Regions from separate parts of the Mus musculus genome. Here regions 1, 2, 4, 5, 6 and 7 are each linked to region 3. A link is a contact called in public Hi-C, HiCAR-type and HiChIP or PLAC-seq data. All regions are on one chromosome and are shown on one strand. Each heading gives the region's core, a stretch centred on a gene start, on an enhancer-like site or on the middle of the called end of the contact. The rest is flanking DNA. Distances are from core to core; before and after follow the strand shown. Region 1 overlaps Gm32679 (a long non-coding RNA gene). Region 2 has its middle 5.4 kb from the start of Gm52263. Region 3 has its middle 17 kb from the start of Gm33330. Region 4 has its middle 25 kb from the start of Gm46567. Region 5 has its middle 58 kb from the start of Gm46567. Region 6 has its middle 3.6 kb from the start of Gm46567. Region 7 has its middle 27 kb from the start of Gm52263.

The links. Hi-C and Micro-C count contacts between places; a contact is called where the count stands out from the background. HiCAR-type assays count read pairs that join an accessible place to other places. HiChIP or PLAC-seq counts read pairs in DNA pulled down with a chosen protein or histone mark.
Region 1: a contact with region 3 is called in a Hi-C map of the G1E-ER4 cell line, with 2.5 times the contacts expected there. The contact joins two enhancer-like sites. A contact is called at or near these places in 3 of 15 datasets of contacts at CTCF or cohesin (embryonic stem cells, large pre-B cells and pro-B cells), 20 of 484 Hi-C or Micro-C datasets (CD8 T cells, the G1E-ER4 cell line, the THB-7 cell line and 11 more), 14 of 115 datasets of contacts at active chromatin or transcription factors (T-cell acute lymphoblastic leukemia, bone marrow-derived macrophages, craniofacial prominence and 8 more) and 2 of 9 other capture datasets (embryonic stem cells and embryonic tail).
Region 2: a contact with region 3 is called in a Hi-C map of neural progenitor cells, with 4 times the contacts expected there. The contact joins two enhancer-like sites. A contact is called at or near these places in 3 of 15 datasets of contacts at CTCF or cohesin (embryonic stem cells, large pre-B cells and pro-B cells), 8 of 484 Hi-C or Micro-C datasets (the AML12 cell line, bone marrow-derived macrophages, embryonic fibroblasts and 5 more), 3 of 115 datasets of contacts at active chromatin or transcription factors (astrocytes, embryonic stem cells and pancreatic cancer cells) and 1 of 9 other capture datasets (embryonic tail).
Region 4: an HNF4G HiChIP or PLAC-seq map of pancreatic cancer cells shows a contact between it and region 3. The contact joins two enhancer-like sites. A contact is called at or near these places in 2 of 15 datasets of contacts at CTCF or cohesin (embryonic stem cells and large pre-B cells), 3 of 484 Hi-C or Micro-C datasets (bone marrow-derived macrophages, embryonic stem cells and liver) and 18 of 115 datasets of contacts at active chromatin or transcription factors (bone marrow-derived dendritic cells, bone marrow-derived macrophages, craniofacial prominence and 10 more).
Region 5: an HNF4G HiChIP or PLAC-seq map of pancreatic cancer cells shows a contact between it and region 3. The contact joins two enhancer-like sites. A contact is called at or near these places in 6 of 484 Hi-C or Micro-C datasets (bone marrow-derived DN2 thymocytes, bone marrow-derived macrophages, cardiac endothelial cells and 3 more) and 14 of 115 datasets of contacts at active chromatin or transcription factors (astrocytes, craniofacial prominence, embryonic basal ganglia and 9 more).
Region 6: a contact with region 3 is called in a HiCAR-type map of fibro-adipogenic progenitors, with 6 times the contacts expected there. The contact joins two enhancer-like sites. A contact is called at or near these places in 3 of 15 datasets of contacts at CTCF or cohesin (embryonic stem cells, large pre-B cells and pro-B cells), 28 of 484 Hi-C or Micro-C datasets (the C10 cell line, the C2C12 cell line, the G1E-ER4 cell line and 17 more) and 23 of 115 datasets of contacts at active chromatin or transcription factors (the NIH/3T3 cell line, astrocytes, craniofacial prominence and 15 more).
Region 7: a contact with region 3 is called in a Hi-C map of embryonic fibroblasts, with 3 times the contacts expected there. The contact joins two enhancer-like sites. A contact is called at or near these places in 2 of 15 datasets of contacts at CTCF or cohesin (embryonic stem cells and large pre-B cells), 15 of 484 Hi-C or Micro-C datasets (the AML12 cell line, the C2C12 cell line, adipose-derived mesenchymal stem cells and 6 more), 5 of 115 datasets of contacts at active chromatin or transcription factors (embryonic stem cells, fibro-adipogenic progenitors, large pre-B cells and 1 more) and 1 of 9 other capture datasets (embryonic stem cells).

The regions. Positions count from the first base shown.
Region 1 is chr16:29,838,063-29,840,762 of GRCm38.p6, reverse strand. All of the region lies in intron 2 of Gm32679 (a long non-coding RNA gene), which reads left to right. Among named protein-coding and RNA genes, the nearest start is that of Gm32679, 11 kb to the left of the region's middle. Within about 2 kb of position 1,307, at least 133 of the 459 cell types and tissues checked have an H3K27ac peak or open chromatin away from gene starts, as enhancers often do. A contact at or near this core is called in the G1E-ER4 cell line, T-cell acute lymphoblastic leukemia, cerebral cortex and 3 more, where this site is marked.
Region 2 is chr16:29,892,670-29,895,369 of GRCm38.p6, reverse strand. No RefSeq gene overlaps it. Among named protein-coding and RNA genes, the nearest start is that of Gm52263, 5.4 kb to the right of the region's middle. Within about 2 kb of position 1,414, at least 88 of the 459 cell types and tissues checked have an H3K27ac peak or open chromatin away from gene starts, as enhancers often do. A contact at or near this core is called in embryonic fibroblasts and neural progenitor cells, where this site is marked.
Region 3 is chr16:30,235,253-30,237,952 of GRCm38.p6, reverse strand. No RefSeq gene overlaps it. Among named protein-coding and RNA genes, the nearest start is that of Gm33330, 17 kb to the left of the region's middle. Within about 2 kb of position 1,417, at least 118 of the 459 cell types and tissues checked have an H3K27ac peak or open chromatin away from gene starts, as enhancers often do. A contact at or near this core is called in the G1E-ER4 cell line, T-cell acute lymphoblastic leukemia, cerebral cortex and 9 more, where this site is marked.
Region 4 is chr16:29,786,998-29,789,697 of GRCm38.p6, reverse strand. No RefSeq gene overlaps it. Among named protein-coding and RNA genes, the nearest start is that of Gm46567, 25 kb to the left of the region's middle. Within about 2 kb of position 1,342, at least 32 of the 459 cell types and tissues checked have an H3K27ac peak or open chromatin away from gene starts, as enhancers often do. A contact at or near this core is called in liver and pancreatic cancer cells, where this site is marked.
Region 5 is chr16:29,753,707-29,756,406 of GRCm38.p6, reverse strand. No RefSeq gene overlaps it. Among named protein-coding and RNA genes, the nearest start is that of Gm46567, 58 kb to the left of the region's middle. Within about 2 kb of position 1,351, at least 47 of the 459 cell types and tissues checked have an H3K27ac peak or open chromatin away from gene starts, as enhancers often do. A contact at or near this core is called in pancreatic cancer cells, where this site is marked.
Region 6 is chr16:29,815,830-29,818,529 of GRCm38.p6, reverse strand. No RefSeq gene overlaps it. Among named protein-coding and RNA genes, the nearest start is that of Gm46567, 3.6 kb to the right of the region's middle. Within about 2 kb of position 1,294, at least 39 of the 459 cell types and tissues checked have an H3K27ac peak or open chromatin away from gene starts, as enhancers often do. A contact at or near this core is called in cerebral cortex, fibro-adipogenic progenitors, forebrain and 1 more, where this site is marked.
Region 7 is chr16:29,914,051-29,916,750 of GRCm38.p6, reverse strand. No RefSeq gene overlaps it. Among named protein-coding and RNA genes, the nearest start is that of Gm52263, 27 kb to the right of the region's middle. Within about 2 kb of position 1,275, at least 97 of the 459 cell types and tissues checked have an H3K27ac peak or open chromatin away from gene starts, as enhancers often do. A contact at or near this core is called in embryonic fibroblasts, fibro-adipogenic progenitors and pancreatic cancer cells, where this site is marked.

The DNA of each region.
Region 1 (2,700 bases), core at 58-2,557, 400 kb after region 3:
CTTGTCTGTAAGTCACAAGAAAACCTTTTTCATAAGCATAAGGTGACTAGATGAAGCCTTCCCCTTACTGTGATGTTTATATTTTCAATGTTAAAATGAAATCTCTGAGACACCAGACACATGGCACCCAGATGAAGCCTGGTTATCTGGATGTGGGGCCACGGGTGCAGTTCAAGGAAGTTTTGGTCACATGCAGCACGCTATAGCCTGGAAATGTGTATCTGCCACAGGGAGACCCCCAGCCCCAAGCTTGCTTCCCTCTTCTTCTCCTCTGACCCCAGCAACCTATGATCCCCTTTGGTGGAAAACCCAGAAATACAGTTCACCTAGGGTGTCTTGTACTGCTGCTAGAACTAACTCTTCTCAGGGGTCTCCCCTTAGGTGGGCCCACTGATGGAGAAAGGGGGAAGCAAGGTAGCAGGACGTTGGGCCCCTGGCCACCTAGTTCTTTAACCAGAGCCGGGGCCCTTTGATCTGTTTCCTATCTGGAGGGAGCTTCCATGTAAACCTATCAAGATCATGGATTACTGCTGCCACCTCCCCTGGTATTATGCCCAGCACCATCTGATCCTCCAGACGGACACACGAAGGTAGGCTGTCCCTCGCAGAGCTGAATCATGAGAAGTAATCTGCCTGACTATCAGTAAGCATTACTACCTGCGAGTCAGACTGGTAGGGAAGATGGTATCTGGGCTAATTTAGCTCTTGTCTCCCTCTCTCCTTCCTTCCCTCTCACTCCTTCTCTCCTTCCCCCTCTCCTTCCTTCCTCCCTCCCTCCCTCCCTCCCTTCCTTCCTTCCTGCTTTCCCTCCTTTCCTCTGGACCCATTCTGGTGTCTTGCCTGGACCAGACCTTCCTGTGGTAGTAAATTCCTTTCACACTTTTGAGTTGTTTCAAAGTGCATTCAGGAGGTGTGCGCGCCTTCCCTCTGGTCTAGACACAATTACAGTAGTCAGAGGAACTGGGCCTGTCTGAGACTCTCACTTGAGTCCACCTGGGCCCATCTGCTGCCGTCGTAAATCTACAGGGAGCCAAAGGTGACTGCCAGAGGGGGCTGCTGCAAGCTTTTCTTGCTACCAGTTGCTCCGAGTCGCCTCTGCCAGGCCCGAGAAGCGCTGACTCAGCAGAACCAGGCTGCCTCTTGGAGACACGGGGCAGGGTGCGAATTTAAAAGCACAGTGCAAGCCTACCACAGAGCAAACGCAGAACAAAAGGTTAATTCCACGGATAAACAGCTCTCGGTGGCGCTCGACCGAGCGTCTGGTTCCCATTTCGCGGTGCCATTCTGCCAGATGCTCTCTCTGCTCACACATCCTGCTAAGGCTGAGATGAAATACAAAACCAGAAAGCTGCAAGCGTTGCTGGCAGCACAGGGTGGCAACATGCGGGGACACAGAAACCTTGGGAAGTGTCTTAGCTGTTCGCAGACCGCACTACCGCAACTGGCAAGTGGGGGCGGGGCGCTTAGATAAGCTAGTAGAGCCTTACTTGCTCAGACTGCTCAGTCTGAGGAATTTTTTTTTTTTTTTTTTTTTTTTTAAAGAAAACGTGAATGCGAACGTCAATAGAGGGGGCATGGATCTCTTCACCATTCCTCGGGTGCACTGATGAAATTTAAGAGATTCAGGCCAGCTGGGCGTGGTGGGGCGCGTCTTTGATACTAGCACTTGGTTGGCAGAGAGAGGAGGATCTCTGTGAGTTCGAGTCCAGCCTGGTTTACAAAGTGAGTCCAGGACAGCCAGAGCTGGTTATACAGAGAAACTCTGTCTCAAACAAACAAACAAACAAAAACGAACAAAAGATGAAAGCCATATGTAGTGACTCTTGCCTGGACAGCCAGGACTTAGGAAGTAGGGGCAGAAAGATCAGGAATTCAAGGTCAGGCTGGTGAGATGGCTCAGCAGGTAAGAGCACTGACTGCTCTTCCGAAGGTCCTGAGTTCAAATCCCAGCAACCACATGGTGGCTCACAGCCATCCATAATGAGATCTGACGCCCTCTTCTGGTGTGTCTCAAGACAGCTACAGTGTACTTACAAATAATGATAAATAAATCTTTGGGCTGGAATGAGCAGGGCTGGAGCCAGCTGGGTCAAAGCGAGTAGAGGTCCTGAGTTCACAAACATCTGTACAGCTACAGTGTACTCATATACATAAAATAAATAAATAAATAAATAAATCTTTAAAAAAAAAAAGTTCAAAGTCGTTGGAGACCTTGTCTCAAAACAAAAAAGTGGAACGGAAGCAAAAGAGTCACGCGAGGCTCGGTCCGCTTTCCCCAGACTAGGAGATCTAGATTCTTTTCTTGTATATCTTCCTTTGTGTAATGTATTATTACAAGTGCCCATTAGTCCCCCTATGAGCAGGCAGGAAGGACGATTCACCATCTTAGGCATTGACTGCATCCTGTATGAAGAGCATCGTGGACCCTCATGTTTCCTTAGCAAAGGACCCAGACTTGATTAACTTTAAATATTCTATAAGACATTAAATGTAAGTTTGCAAATGCACCACGGAGAGTCGTCTATTTGTGTTTTCTGTCCCTGAATCCCAGAGGTGGCTCCTGTCTCTTCCCATCTGGAAAGTGAATATGCTGTCCTGGATGCTTTGCTGTCCACAGACAGAAGAAGGGACTGGGCCCTGAGGTATTCTCCATCTTGTTGAACACTGTGTCCAATTGCATTGTCCAAAGCAGCAGGTAGC
Region 2 (2,700 bases), core at 165-2,664, 340 kb after region 3:
ATTTTGTCATTGAGTGTGTAAGAAATTTATTCCACTCTCATTAACTGTGCATAGTCCACCTAAGCCTAAAGTAGAGTCTGACAAATTCAGAACTTGCTCATAAGGGATGCATCGTATGTAAAAGACATGCACAAATAACTGACGTAAAGCACAGAGACAAGTAATAAGTATAATGCTAACAATAAATGAGGGGGAGGAGGGGGGAGGGAGAGGGAGAGGGAGAGGGGGAGGGAGAGGGAGAGGGAGAGGGGGAGGGGAGGGGGAGGGGAGGGGGGAGGGGAGGGGGAGGGAGAGGGAGAGGGAGAGGGAGAGGGAGAGGGAGAGGGAGAGGGAGAGGGAGAGGGAGAGGGAGAGGGAGAGGGAGAGGGAGATGAGGGAGAGGGAGAGAGAGTCTTCACCATCGCACTGTGCTTGGGCTTTTTACATCATGGATTTTGGCCCAGAAGGCTAGTGAACTCATCGCTGAGACTGGCAGAACACTCATCAGTTCAGATCAGATCTTGTTAGAACAGCATAGAAGGACTGTCCCTCGCTGGAGTTTGTGGTCGCTTTTGCACTGATAGCTCCTCCGCAGGACTCACAGGGTTTAGGTGAGATGCTTCAACAACACGTTTGCATGCTCAGAAGGATGTTGACCGGGAGACCCTGCGATAATGGAGACTTTGCAATAACGGAGAGCAGTTGCATTAGCCGCTCTTGGAAGGTGTCCATAGACTCTTGGCTCAGGAAGTGTTTGGGGTGCGTGTGTATAGTGCTGTTTCTTTTCCCATAACACAGAGAAACGAAGGCAAAGTGAGAGGAGGGGGTACCAGGGAGCAGACCAGTATGCAGCCCTTCAGCCCTAAGCCCCCATTGCGTTATCCAAATGTACAATGTGTTCCTCCACCTCAGGTTACAAGCAGCTGAATTGAATTAGAAAAACAGCCCCTCGGTTGCTGAGACCTGGCCTGCCAAATTCTCAGCTGGCAGGAGTTTTTATAGCTCCGTTATAAACCCCTGAAAAGTGAGGCAGAGAATGGAAACATTGACATAACCTGAACTCCCAGGAGTGGCTTGTGGCACTCTAATTATCCTCTGGGCTCACTGGCCCGGGGTTTCCTTTCCCTGGGCTGGCAAAAAAACCACGATGGAGTGGCTCTGCCTGTCCTGGGCGCTGGAGGTTGGAAGCTGGGCTTTGCAGGGAATAATGAGATAGTGTCTGCTGGTGGGAAGCCCCCTGTTCCATACATGTGAGCCCCTCCCTCTCCCCTTCCTTCCCTTGTTCTCCTCTTGCACCACCTCCCCAATCCTACTCCCCCTCCAAAAGGCAGAACAGTTCAGTTGGTTGTAAAAATGAATGAGTTCAGATACAGCCTTGCCCTTATTCCGGTCCAGCTGCGTAACCAGGGCGATTCCGACCAGCATTCTAGACGCTGACATCAGCTCCACACCCCGGCACAATGCTGCTCTGTTTGATCTCAGAAACAGATCAGGCTCCTGGGCTTTATACATCCTGCTTCCTCCCTACGTAAACTCATTTTATGACCCACCAGGAGAGCGCATCTTGACTGGTTGCTCCCCAGGCCGCCAATACCAGAGGATCTGGCCTCACTGTGGACTTCTCTTTTCCCACTGGACACTTTGATTCCACTTTCCTGGCTCTCCTGTGGCTCTCTCCTCACTCCCCCAGGCATCGACAACCAGTGGAGGAAGATGGTGATAATGATTTCACGACTTTCCATTTGCACAACGCTGTACTATTTTCAACACACGTCTGGGGCTTTGTCTGATTTGCAGCCCAGCATCACCCTGGGAGGTAGGGGTGGTGCGCCCACTTATTTAGATAAAGAAAAGCTGGCAGAGCTGGTGAAGTCAGAACCAAGGTCAGGTTCCAGCAGCTCTGATTCCTAGTAAAGGTCTCCTGCCATACACTTGGGGTGACACCTTGGTGCAGGCTCCTGGAAACATAGATTAAGTGTCTGCTGATGACCGGAGCTGTACAGAAGCTCCGTGGACCCACTCTCTGTCGGGCTGAAGGAAAGGTAGATGACAGCCTGTATGCACAGGTTGCAGCTCATAAGGACCTCCACCATCCTGCAAAATGCTGCCTTCTCTTCAGCTCGCTTCTCTGGAGCACCAGCATCCAGAAACATCGATCCCGGCGAGGTTCTCTCTACTCAGCTTCCTGAAGGGATCTCAGGTGAAGTTGCTAGATCCGAGGCAAAGCGCTTTAGAAATAACAAAGAAGTGTAAACCTGTACTGTAGAGTTTTCGGGTCAATGTTATTAAAGAACAGTGGTTCTCAACCTGCGATGTGAAATCCCTTTGTGTGTGTGTGTGGGGCGGGGGGAGTCGAATGATCCTTTCATAGGGGTCACAAAGACATTGGAATACACAGATTTTTACATTGTGATTCATCATGGTAGCAACAAAAATAATTTTATGGCCTGGGGGGGGGGTCACCACAACAAGAGGAACTGTATTAAAGGGTCACAGCATTAGGAAGGTTGAGGACCACTGCTATAGAAGTATACAGGAAAACATGAGGGGGTATTAGGGTGCCTGTTGGTCCACTACATCTGCTATGTCAAAGTGTCAAGCAAAGAGAGTATGGTTTAAACAGCAGGGAGAGTTCTTGGGACTGGGAGTCTAGATCAAAACACCAGCAAGGCCCTGGTTCCCCTGGTACTCAATTAGACCCGCCTACTCCAACTTCCAGTG
Region 3 (2,700 bases), core at 168-2,667:
TATTTAGCTTCTTACATGGACTCTAAACTATGGTCAAAACAGGACTATTACATGTCTCTGTATACCCACAAGAATAATGACCACCCTGTCTTTTCTGGGTGGGAGAGGATGCACCTAGCTTCACAGAGACTTGATGTGCCAGGTTGGTGGATACCTAGGGCACCCTACCAACTCAGAGGAGAAAGGGAAGGGGATTATGGGAGGAAGTGCCCGGGAAGGAGGCAGTGAGCAGGATGAAAAGTGTATAAGTAAAACAATTAAAATAGAAACATAAACAAATAATGGCCACCAAAAGTTCTCATCATGCACTCCTCAAATTTCTATTTGCAGTCAGTATTGTCCCTAGGCCTGAACAACCTCACCGGCCACTCAGTGCTTTGCCAAATAACTGGACGACATCAACAAAGAAGATGGAGACCACCATGTGCTGCTTCTAGACCCACGTTGGGGACAGTGCTACAGACTTTTCGTCAGTTCATAATATAGGCTTCTAATCCGCTCCTGAGAATTCAGACAGATAATTACGAGCAGGTGATTGCCGAGAGTCTCAGCACTGAGGGTCAGAAGCTGACAGGTCCTCCCAACCTCTGCTGCCATTTTCCTCTTTCTCTGCTTGCTTCTTCGGCCCCTCCTATGACACAGAGCAGAGACCAGGCAGTAGTATCTCTTGACAGTTGGCTGCCTGACTTGTGGAGGAGACAGATCAAAGCCCACAGGGGATGATAGGTCACCCCGGAACCCAGGTTCTGGGGCATCCTTTCATCCTCTGGGTCTCAGTTTCTCCCATCCGGGATGCAAGATAATTGGATGTGGGACATCCTATCCTGCCCTCTGATTCAGCACTCTTGGGGAGGGTGAGAAATCTGCTGTGTGAAATCTGACCAAAGAGTGCTTAAAATAACACTTCTCAGCCTTGATATCAGAGGATTCGTTCGTGTGTGCCAAACAGATTGTGATTAAGCCGGTGGAAGGTGGCCTTTAAGCCTGAATTTCTAGCGATCTCCCAGTCAGTGCTCAATCCCTGCCAGTCCTGTTTATACCCTGGGAAATGAAAAGCTGACTCACAAGACCCAACCACAGATCCATGGGATCAGAAACTCTGGGGTATCGACCAGCAATCTGTCCTTACGCTGTCTCCGAGGTTGTTTCAATACCCATCAAGTTCAAAACTACCGCTTTAGGACAGCTGATTCTGAACTTGACTAAGGACTGGAAATTCCTGCAGAGAGTTTTTGAAGCCCTGGTGCCTAAGTCAAGCTCTCATATTCAAATTTAATAAACACGGGATGCCAACGTGGAGGCATCAGGATTTTTAAACACTCCGAATGAGTATGAGATGTACTGAAGGTACTGGCTTCCAGGCTGAGAGTCTGCCGTTCTCTGAAGCCGCTCTGCCTGAGACTACCATGAGGGGGCGCTGTGGCGCCACGGGGAAAACTCCGCGCTCCGGGCGGCTGCTGGTCCGGGCTGCGGAGGTGGCGGCTGCGCCTGGGGGGCGCGCCTCCGGGAGCGGCTCCTGGCCGAGGCTTGCCCTGTGCCTGCATCTGTACCTAATTAATGCTGGCGGCTGCCTAGTCGCGCCTGACGTTAGATGTGCTGGTGTTGGGGGAACGCCTGCAACCACTCGGCACAGGTTCCTTTACTCCACTTTGTTCTCTGCCTCCTTCGGGACTCGGGTTCACCCCTGCGGCTGCTCCCTGACACTCTCTGCCTGTCCCAACGTCACCTCACTGGGTTCCTTGTCTCTTTCCGAGGATCCCGGCAAGTTCCCCAAGCCAAGGGACCTGCTGATCAGCTCCAGAATCCAGCTCCTGTCATTCTCTCTCATGGTTTCTTTCTCTCTTCTTTCTGCCCTTAGTTGAGCTCTGTGGGTCTTCATAATAAACGTTTTCATACACAGGGTTTGCCTCTGACTTTGTGACACATAAAGCAGGGCCGTTTGTAAGGGACTTTCGACGTCTATGGGGGTAGGGAGCAGAGAGTTGCTTCTGAGTTTTAATGGCTCTGTGTGTGTGTGTGTGTGGGGGGGGGTGTTCTATTTTTAAGGATGAGGCTTTATTCTGGAAAGGAGAGTCCCTTGTTTAGCTTCTTAGCTAGCTGGATACATCACCCCCGCCCAGGGGGGCTTTCCCCACAGGCAGTGACCTTTATCATAAATAATCCACTTCATATTTCATCCCACCCACTTTCCCATCTGTTTGATATTCTGCCTTCCCTGGTGCGAGGCCTCATCTGGAGACAAGCCATGTGAGTAAAAGAAGCTTGCCCATCCCTGGTCTGATGGCTGCCTTGCCCTGCCAGCTTCTTCAGAGCCTACTTCTGAGGGGACAGAAGAGGAAGGGCAATTGGAGAGACTGTGTGCTTCTTTCCTGACCCCAGCTCTCATTTCCAGGGCTTGGTTTCCTTCTTTGAAGCCTCTGCTACCTACCTAGATTCAGGTCCTTATTCCCAGGCAGTTGGCAGGAGCCACTCCAGTCCAGGGGAAACTGAGGCCAAAGAGGTTAGAAGGGACCCCCTCGAGCCACATAGCTGATTCCTGGCAGGTTCCACGTTTCTACAGAATTGTTCAAAGCTCTCCCTAGGGCCAGTGGACACTTCCTAGCAGCGAGGCAGTGGTGGCAGGGGTCCAGAGGGAACTAGTTTAATTTGAAGAGCAGCCGTCCCTCCTAGAATCCAAATGAGCAATATCATCACAGAGCC
Region 4 (2,700 bases), core at 93-2,592, 450 kb after region 3:
GTACGTAGAACTAGAAGTATACGTGATAGACAAGGTACAGTCTCTGTCGTCAGCCAAAGATAAGACAGGCCAAGCTATGCTCTCCAACCTTGGCAAGTTCACTTGCAGCTCTTTTCCTAAGCTATAAAAGGGCTCACACCACACAGCAAGGCTATCATGGGCATTAAAGACAAACACAGATGAGTTGCCCAGCACACATTACTGCTCACAGCAGTGGGAGTCATTAGAGTAGAAATGTCCACGGTGGAAATCTGTCCCTTTCAATGGTAGGCAGACAGCCACAGAAAGGGGCTGTGCTGGGCACTGTCTCTGAGTTTTTTGATAGACAAACACTTAGGTCCCTGGAACTGTGTTAATGGTTCAGGGGGGTCCTCCCCCTTGTCCTTTGTGAATTTTGTCCTAACTGGGCCAGGGCTTCCGGATTCATCAGAAGGGGAGCCAATGAACATGTGAAATGTCCATCTTCCCAAAAGATTGGGACTAGTGACCAGGCCACTAATTTGCATCCTGTCACCCATGCATTTAACAGATATTTAAGTACCTACCTCTTGCTGGGCACTAGGCTTGGTGCTAGGGATGTAGCAGTAGATAAATAAAATGCTGGTCCTCACAGAGCTGGTGTTCTAGAGAGTTCTAATACTCTAAAGGAAACTAGGGTGTGGCTGATGTCAAGCCCCCAAACCCTGTGCTCAGAAGGCCCTTCTTGGTCCCCCTCTCCCCTTTCCCTTCCCCTTCCCCTTCCCCTTCCCCTTCCCCTCTCCCCTTCCCCTTCCCCTTCCCCTTCCCCTCTCCCCTTCCCTTTCCCCTTCCCCTTCCCTCCAGCTCCCTACCACTACGACAATTGGCATGCTCCCCCTCTAAAGCATGCATCTTTAACTGGGGAAGCTAAACTCAAATGGCATTTGTGTTTAGAGACAAGCAATCTGATTCAACGATGAAGAAATTATAGACATCTTCTCTAAATTATGCCTCTACTCTGATTAAGCTGTGTGAGTGTGTGCATGTCTGTATGTGTGTGTGCATGTATGAGTGTGTGTGTGTGTGTGTCTGTGTGTATGTATATGTGTGTGTGTGTGTGTGTGTGTGTGTGTGTGTGTGTGTGTGTTACAGTGATGTATTTCTTTAAACATAGCTGGCCTGCCTTGGAAAGGGTTTCTCACCTCCTCACCAGGGCTTTAGGGAGTGTCTTTTTAGCAAACTGCACCCCAGCCCCACCTCTTTTATCAGTTGATTTCAGCTGTGAAAAGAAAGAAAAGAACCTTAGGTTTGTTTAGTGCAGGCCCTTGTCTGCAGCCAACAGGGAGAACAGGATTGGAAACTAGAGGAGGCTGAGCTGGGTTCAATGGTTAACCAGCGAGATTAATAAATGGCAGAAGGCGGAAACAGCCAGTGAGTACAGAGGCAAGAAGAAATGTCCCCTTGTAGTTCAAAGGCCAAGGAAAGTTTACCTAGATCTGGGGGACCTGTGGTTAAAAGGGCTTAGGGAGCCAGCTCTCCTCAGACTCCAGGCTCAACCATTGCCTGTCAGGAGCCTCAGCTGGCTCCTCTCAGAAGCTCAGCAGGCTGACCCTGAGCCAGACAGAACCCAGGCAGACTGCCCCTACCACTGGAGCCTCAGGCTCTACTCAAGACCACAGGCTTCTCCCAGGAGACAGGCTCCTGGTCTTCTAGCTGGCTCTCAGGCATAGCTCAGATCTTCAGATAGTGAGCTTTGGGCCAGGAGAACTTTTGGCAGAGAAAAATCAGAAGAAGACATTTCCATTTTCTGCCCTGATTCCCTTAGGGTGTTTTGGCAAATAGTCTCTTCTCCCCGTGCCTCAGCCTCTCTGGTGGTGTAGTTACCCAGCTCTTTTGCTTTTAAGGATCAGGTATTAACTATTTTCAGCTCTAGCCCACACAGCAGCTGTCTGCCTCAGCTACCCAACTCTGCCATTGAGGCGTAAAAGCAGCCAGAGGTGATATTTAATAAATAGCTGAAGGTATGTATCACTAAAACTTTATTTGCAAAACAGGTAGAAGACCGGGTTGCCAGAACTCTCAAAAATTAAATGATCTTAGATTACCTTACAGAGAGAAAATGGGGGCCCACTGATATAGCATGCTGCAAGCTACCAGACTACGTTAACGGTGGGACTGAAACTGGAGTCCAAGTGGCCTGTCTTTGGTTTACTATGGCTTCAAATTCTTCCAAAGGTAGAACCCAGCTAATTTTGTCTTGTGCTAATTGATCCTGGGAGTCACTCTCTCAGTGTGACTTGGAGTGGGGCAGAGCACTCTCACTCTCGGGCTGATTCAGAGGGACTTTTTTATGCATTGAGGATGCAGACCATGAGCTAAGGAACACTACAAGAAAAAGGGGAGGTGGTAGAGAATGTCGCACGCCTCCCTCTGAACGTGAGGAAATTGTAGCTAAGAGGAGGGTCCTTCCTATATATTCCACCTTTGATGTTACAGGTCCATGTCTATACTTACTCACCTCCATGTCCCACAGCCGTGACTGCGGATGGAGGGAGCGCTGTCAGGATATTCTCTTCCGGTGTCAAAATATTTTACTCACTGGGTTCTTCCTGGATAGACTCTCCATCCTGATCTTCAGTGGCTGAAGTGGAACGAACGGCTGATCCAACATGGCTCTGTTGATTGTCATGTTTCTGTGACGTGCTTCCCTTCAAACCACCTGGTGTGAATTTATATGGGACT
Region 5 (2,700 bases), core at 102-2,601, 480 kb after region 3:
TTTTTCCATGTGTAAGTGTGTATGTGTGGTTCAAATAAGAATGGCCCCATAGGTTCATATATTTGAAGTGCAGGAAGTGGTGCTTTTTGAAAGGATTAGGAGGTGTGGCCTTGTTAGAGTAGGTGTGGCCTTATTGAGGTAGGTGTGGCCTTATGGGGTAGGCGTGGCTTCAGAGGAAGTGTGTCACTGGCTTGGGCTTTGAGGTTTCAAAAGTCTATGCCAGGCCCACTGTCTCTCTCTTCCTGTTGCCTATGAATCCAGATGTAGAGTTCTCAGCTCCTTCTCCAGCAGCAGGTCTGTTTCCATGGCACCATGCTCCCCACCATGATGAGAATGGACTAAACCTCTAAGACCATAAACAAGCCCTGGTTCAATACTTATTTTTATGAGTTGCTGTGGTCATGGGGTCTCTTTGCATCCATAGAACACTGCCCGTGTGAGTGTATGCACATATCTGCGGGTGTAGATGGATGCCAGAAGATGGCAGACACCCAGAGGCTGGAGGGTCAAGCTTCTGAGTTACCTGACTTTTGGGAACCAAACCAAGTGTGCTCCTCTCTTCAGTGAGCCATCTCTCCAGCACCTCTCTTTTATAGTAAGACACCAATTGAAATTAGCACTTGGGATAATTATACATAAACGACAAACCATAAACCAGTTTTTGTTTCAATGAAAGATTAAATCAAACTGAGTTAGTTTATTTTGAGTTTGTGGTCAGTATCCAAATCTATTTTTAACCTCTAATATTCCATGAAATGTGATCTCTGGACAGCAAACAGTGTGTCTTTTCTGTCCTGTGCAGACGGCACTCTTATGGGACAGAACCTCTTTATTTTGTCAGTGTGGTGGCCAGAGCCAGGGAAGGGGTTCAGGCAAACCTTCTTTAGAGCCTGTTTCTGGGCTAAATGTTAATTAAGCTTGAACCCTCTTTGATCCTGGAGGGGCTAGGCTTCGATGAGAGAGGGCAGTGGAGAGAAAGAGCCATTTGTGGAATAGTTAAGGATGTAAGTTCCCTCTGTGTTATGCCAGCTTTCTGCATGATCTCAGGTGTCTCCCATCCACCCCAGGCCTCAGTTTCCCCACCTGTGGGAAGGAGGATGGGGCCAGATCCTCTTTAAAGAACTTCACTGATCCCACATGCCATCTGACTTCGACTTTGCTGTGTGTGCCAGTCGGAGCCTGAGAGGAGAAAGATCCCTGGCGGAGGGAAGGGAGGGTTTATTCTGAGACATAGATGACTAAGAGGAAAATTGCTAATAAGGAGAGAAAGAAGGCTGGCCCTTGCACAGACCTAGATTGTTATAGAGCTGTGGTGGCCTTGCCCTGTGACTTGCCAGCACACACCCGGCAGCAGCCACTGAATGCTGCATTATGGTGCTGGAACACCCTGCGGCAGAAGTGGCTATTTGCAGAGTCCATCAGAGCAGTCGCAGGGAGTGAGCAGCCAGAGCTGTCAGCTTTCTCCAGGCATAGTCAGACTGTGTCTAGCACAGAGACCTCCCAGGGAGACCAGAGCAGAGGAAATCAGGTTGGAAATTCACTGGCAGCCCACACTTGACCCAATGGAAAGTGCTGACCTGAGTAGAGGGAACGTCACAATTTGGTAAGGCCAGCCAGACTGTGGTGTTCAAACAAACACGCTGGAGCAAGGTTACCTCCTATCCCATGCTGCTCTTAATGCAGGGCACCAGCATACAGCTTCCGTGGAGAAGATAGAATCCCTGGTCCCTGTCCTCACGGAGCTCGCAATCCAGTGAGAAGAGCAGAAACAGCAATGTGGCCATGTTCCAGTTTGCCAGATGCCATTCTTGATGTAGATGGGCATGAGGGGCATAAACAACCCAGAACTTGATTCTGGTGGATGGTATATGATTAACTGTGATGACCAACTTGCCCTGATTCAGCAATACCTATGAGATGGGATGATAAGGTTGTGTTCTTCTATGGTCTGTTTCAGGATTGCAGCCTGGGAGGTTTAGGGGCTCTACTGAGTGGACTCTGTTAGCATTTTGTCTAAGCTCCGCCCCACAGTTGCCTGCCAACAGCCAGGTGTGCCTGACTCACTATAAAAGGGGCTGCTTGCCCCTTCTGCTCTCTTTTGCTTTCTTGCCTTCCTGCTCTCCCTCTGTCCTCTTGTCCCTTCCCCCTCACTTGCCGTTTCCTCCCCTCCCCCTTTCCATGTACTCACGGCGGTCTCTCTAAGCTCCCCCCTCTCTCCTACTCTCTCAACTCCCCTCCCCATGTATTCCGTCCTGTGGCTGGTCCCTCAGGGGGAAGGGATGCCTCAGCATGGGCCCTCGGAGGTATCCCTATGCCCCACACCTGACCACACATCCACCAAACATATTCCTCTCCCCTTTTTATAAAACACAACAGACTCAACTCTTGATCCATTCATAGTACGATGGCACTGTTGGGAGTGGGTAAGAGGTATAGGTAGTTGCCTACTATAGGTATAGGAAGTACATCACTGGGGTATGACCTTGGAACTATTTTACTTGACATCTTCCTTTTTTCTATTGCTTCCTGGCTGCCACGGTGTGAGCTGTTTTGCTTCTCCATGCCTTTGGGACCCAGATGGACCTCTAAAAGAATAGGAGTGTCTCCCCAATTCTGGGTATTTTTGTAACAGCTCTACCAAACTAATCTGTAGGAAGGAGAAAAGGTGCACAAAGACAAAGAAATGTTCCCTGAGTTTTG
Region 6 (2,700 bases), core at 45-2,544, 420 kb after region 3:
ACCATACTTGAGGTCCTCTTCTCTTCTATTACTTACATACTAGAGTTCAAAGTTCACCTTCTTCCCATATACATATTTCTGGTACTTCTGTGAAAGCCTGTACACAGTCGACCTTACAGTTCTTTAGTTAAAGAGCACAGGACGCTGACTCCATCTTTCCGTGTGAGAGGATTTCTATCGCAGGGTCTATAGAGCTCAGGGTAGGTTCCTAACGATGAGGTGTAGGACAGATGGGTCATTCCAGTTCTAAGCAGGCTACATGGCTTGTCCAGACCACCTTGTTCCACTGGAGGACAGCCTGGGATGATTCTTACCCTCTATAGTAGATACTAACACATAAAGGGTTAGATTGACCACTGTGTGTAACACCAAAAACTTGTCAGCCTATACCACACTCATGAAGGTACCGAATCAACCATGGCAGCCCAGTGTGAGTCTACAAACTTAATCTGAAAAGCATCCATTTCTGTTCTTATCTTCTCCTACTCCTAAAGCTGCCCAAGACAAGGAATGTGCATATTGTCTGGAACTTAGCAAGCAGGACAGTACCTGTGTGTGTGTGTGTGTGTGTGTGTGTGTGTGTAACTGGGGCATTATTTAACACGTTTTCCTAAAGGACATTTGTTTCCTTTGAACATTTACTCTTTTGCCATTAATTTATGTATTCACTTTACATCCCGATCACAGCCCCCCTCTCCTTCTAGTTCCCCCTCACATAGCCCCTCCTCTACTCCCTCTCCCCTTCTCCTCTAAGACGGGGGGGGGGGGGGGGGGGGACACGGACTCACCCTGGGTACCAATCCATCTTGACATATCAAATCCCTGTCAGACTAGGCACCATCTCTCCCACTGAGGCCAGACAAGGTATCCCGGTTAGGATCCACCGGCAGGCAACAGAGTGAGGAACAGCCTCAGCCTCCGCATGACCACACCATTTTAGTTTGATGTGCTGAGATACCAAGGAGCCTGACAATTGGAGCTTAGGGACTAGTTGGAGTGGGGGATGGGCAGAGAGATCCAGACCCCCACAGAGAGCTAATGATAGCACCTAGGACAAGGGCATCCATGGAGCCATTGCATAAACAGAGAGGTGGTTGGAAGATGGAGGATTTAATAAGGAGGAAGACAGAAAGCGCCCGCACAGCGCTCCGCACAGAGTAGGTGTTCAATAAATGTCAAGGAGTCTGATTCTCACATCAAACATCCAGCTGGGCGAACGGTGCACAGAGGAGGGAGGCTGCCTCTGACAGCCACGGTTCTTCCTCCCCCACTCTTCCACCATCTGCTCCATCCTGGTCGGATCATGAGAAACACATCGAGTTCTTTCCCTCCTCCGAAGGGAAAAGCTGCTCCTTATGCCAGGAACCCCGTGTTCCCAGATCTTGGCAGGGCTGGCTCCCCCTTGTCCTTCAGGCCTCAGGCTAAATGCTACCTCCTCAGAGAGGCCTTTTCTAGTCACTTCTCCCTCCAGGGCTCTCTGTCACATCATGCTTTTATTCCTCCTGACAATTGGCAGGAGCTGGAATGACTTGGGTTGGCTTCTGTGCCTGCTTTTTGTCCCAATAGACTTCAACCTCAGAAAGAGAAACCAGCTGTGTTTCTCATGGCTGGGACTCCTTAGGCTAGATGTGCTGATGCCTGGTTGGCATGTGGTCAGTCCCTGGGCAGATGATATAGTCTCACAGGCGAAGGTCTATGTGACCAGGGCCTCACAGGGAGAACCGGAGTTTACCACAGGAAGTTAGCAGAGAGGTCAGGGCTGGTCAGTGTTGCTCTGAGCCGCTCTGTCCAGGGGAAGACAGAGCTCTGAGTCCAGAAACAGCATTAGACATTTGAATGGAAATGCTTTGGGGTGACATGGAAAGGCGTGGGTGCCACTAGTACAGTTATGGCCCCTCCATTGAATTGAGGGCTTCCAGTATCCTTCTGAGCGAGATGTGTGTGTGTGTGTGTGTGTGTGTGTGTGTGTGTGTGTGTGTGTGAGTGAGTGAAGGGGGGAAGGGACTACCTACTGGTCAGAAGAGATCTTATCCAATGGCCAAACCTAGTTTCCAAACACAATTCTTAACAAAGATTGTAAGAATTGCCATGTGTTGGGCAAGCACTAAGCTCCAACCACTCCACTAGCCATTTCATGTACAGCATTCTATTTAAGGCTCAGACATCACAGGAGATGTCATTATTCAGTGTCCGAAGGTAAGTGGGAAAGAGTGACTAAGATGTCTGGGGTCACAGAGCTGGGCCATGAGGAAGAGAAGTTCAAACACAGCTGCCTCCTACTCCAAAGCCAGTGCTCTTAGCTACAATCTTTCTGGGCAGAATTATCTCACAGGTGAATCAATTCATTGAGTTTGGCGCAGTCCTTGCAGACTGAGTCATTCTAAATCAGACTGCCCGAACCTGTTCCTCTCCCGGAAACTGATCCCTTAACTGCCAAAGTCAAGGCCAAGACTCTGGAAAACTCTGGTAACCTGACAGTGCATTTGCTGTGCCCTTTCCCAATTAGAGAGTTGTTCTTCTCTAGGGCAGAAGAACCACAAGAAGCAGGGTTTAATTACCGGACATATCTTGCTTTGCTCAGCCCAGGAGGGGCATGGTTAGAAACTCAGAGAGGCAGGCACACTGCTCGGAATGCCAGCTCCTGTATTCAGTAACCACATGACCTCGCATGGGCATGTTTCCTTGTGGATTGCATCGTAA
Region 7 (2,700 bases), core at 26-2,525, 320 kb after region 3:
TAGGCATCTCTGAGAATGTGGCTTACCAGTGTCCTTAATCCAATTTGGTTGTCAGTGAAGGTCCATCATACTATCCAAACCTTGACAACACCATCTTATTAACTATCGTAACTCAGTGAGTTGAGTATTAGCATTCTCCAGTCACAGATGAGAAAGCAGAGAGGTTACAAGGGACAGGCAGGCCAAGCCAACCTCCCTTTTGCTGGGTCTTTGCCTGAACTCTGCCTGAAACAGCTATTGGAAGACTCCAGGCTTCGCACAGGCATGTGCTCTGCACCTGGGGTCAGGGTGAACCAGACCTGGCTGATTGCACCTGGTGCTCTCAATACAAAGAGGGAAGATCAATAATTGTCTCTTTCTGAAATGATGTAGGTTATATCCCTGATCTTGGTATTCCCATATTCTGTGCATAAGCTTCTACTACAGTAGTGGGTGAGAACAAAAAGAAAATAAGAGAAAAAATATAAAGAGAGAAGAGAGGAGGGAGGGAAGGAAGGAAGGAAGGAAGCAAGCAAGCAAGCTTAGGTATGATGATGCCAACTTCTGTACCTAAGGTCAGACAGCTATTAGAAAGGAGAACAGGCCAAGTCATGGTGGTGCATGCCTTTGATCCCAGCACTCAGGAGGCAGAGGCAGGTGGATCTCTGTGAGTTCCAGGCCAGCTTACTCTACTGAGTGAGTTCCTAGGACAGTCATGGCTACACAGAAAACCCCTGCCTCAAAAACAAACAAGTAAGTACATAATAAATAAGTGAGTAAACAAATAACTAGAAGAGTAGGATTTGAAGGGAGGCTGCTTGGTCTTCTCTGGAGCCTTTCCATCTTGCTTCACATACCTGCGCTCAGTAATGACCACAGGACTGTCTCCCCAGGGTGGAGGAGTATGGCACCTATTCCTAGTGTGGATGAGAAGACATGCTTGTTTAGAACACGGATGCATCTATGAGCCTGCTGTTTAACTCTTCGAAAGAATGGCATTAAAGCTCACATTCAAGTAACCTCACAGAAAAAGGCTCGGTCTGGTGAAGATTTCTGACATCCCCTGTTCCAATCAGCTGCGGAGATTGGGCTGCAGCTGGGCTGATGACTCTTCTCCCACACGCATGAGTGTGTTACTAGGAATGGAGACCTGGACAGGCTTGCCGGCCCGGGCACCCCGCCGAGTCACACCCAAGTGGTGAGCGCTTGCCAGCTTCTGGGCTAAAGCTATTGCCCTGAGAGTCTGGGCAGGGCAGGCAGCTCTGTGCTGATTCTTTTGTCTCCTGGGCAACAGCCTGGAGCAGGCTGTGGTCACCCGTGGGAATGCTCCTCCTGAGTCAGCAGCGCCTGGAGTGTCCCAGGGTGTGGTTGTCTGTTCTTTGGGGCCTCTTTATTTGCAGGATGTCACTGCGCCATCATGGGTTCAGGGGTAGAGCTACAGGACAAGGGCTGTTTGGAACCCCTGTTAACTTGGGAGTTGAGGCAGGGGTGGTGGTGGGCTATAACTGCGAGTATGCTACTATAAAGCATCAGACAGCAATTGGAGGTTTTAATTCTAATCTACCCCTCTTCTGGCTAACTATATCAATGGGGATAATTTACATTCTCTTCTCAGAGCCTCAGTTTCCCCATCTAGACAATTAAATAATGCCAGGCCCGTTTATGTCAGTAAACAGACCTGTTTAATCTTCCATGCAGTGTTCGATGTTACAGTGATAAAAGGAGCCTTTTTCCCCCTCACTCTGTAGACCCGGCTGGCCCGGAACTCAGAGATTCGCCTGTTTCTGCCTTCTGAGTGCTGGGATTAAAGGTGTGCACCACCACTGCCAGGGAGCAGCTTCAGGAGCCAATTTCTTATGCAGCTACATCTTCCTAATTCCTCCAGACTGTTTGCCTTTTTTGAAGAATCTGGTTCATGGCTGCACTCTGAGATGCCAGTGGAATTCCTGAGAAGTAGGGGAATGGTAGGCTGGGCTGTGGAGGCCCAGGGATTAGGCCATCATACTGTATGTAGTTGGGGGGACCTGCTTAAGTGGGATCCTCAGTCTGTTAACCAGCATGTAATGTTGCTTCCTCGGTGCCTCTTAGCCAGACTTCCACGGAGTCTTGTAAAGCCTCCTGCGTTGGGGATGATGAGTGTCTTTGGAATACAGATTCCCTTCAGAGAGTGAAGAGCCATCCATACTGAGAACTACAGATGATGGAAAGGCTCTGAGGAAGTTATATCTCATCCCAGTCAGAATCAGAATTTCGGGGGGGGGGTCGGGGGGGAGAACAGAGGGTGGTTCTGGAGAGAGACTACAGCTGCTGGGGCTTGATTACCATCCCCTGCCCACTGTGTGTTTGCATTAGGAGCAACATAATGTTTTCAGTTGGCTTTGGGGACAAGGTGACAGGTAGCATCAGGAGTCCCTTTCCATATGTCCAAGAGTGTTACACTTCAGTCTATGTGCATGAGGACCCAGCTTTAGCGGCACTGTTGCCATATGGTGTCAGTTTGAATGACACTGGTTCCGGTTATCATAACTTCATTCTGACCATAGATATCTCCCGGACCTTAGCCAGGAGAGCAAGCGACAGGAACACAGATGACAGAAGGTCACAGGAGCAGGGATGTTTGGTTTGGAACATCAGACTCATCTCTGTGTACCAGAGGAACCATTAATTCTGTTAGGTCTTGCTCACCTTCCCTGTTGTCATTTCTTCTACTCTCTAGGGAAA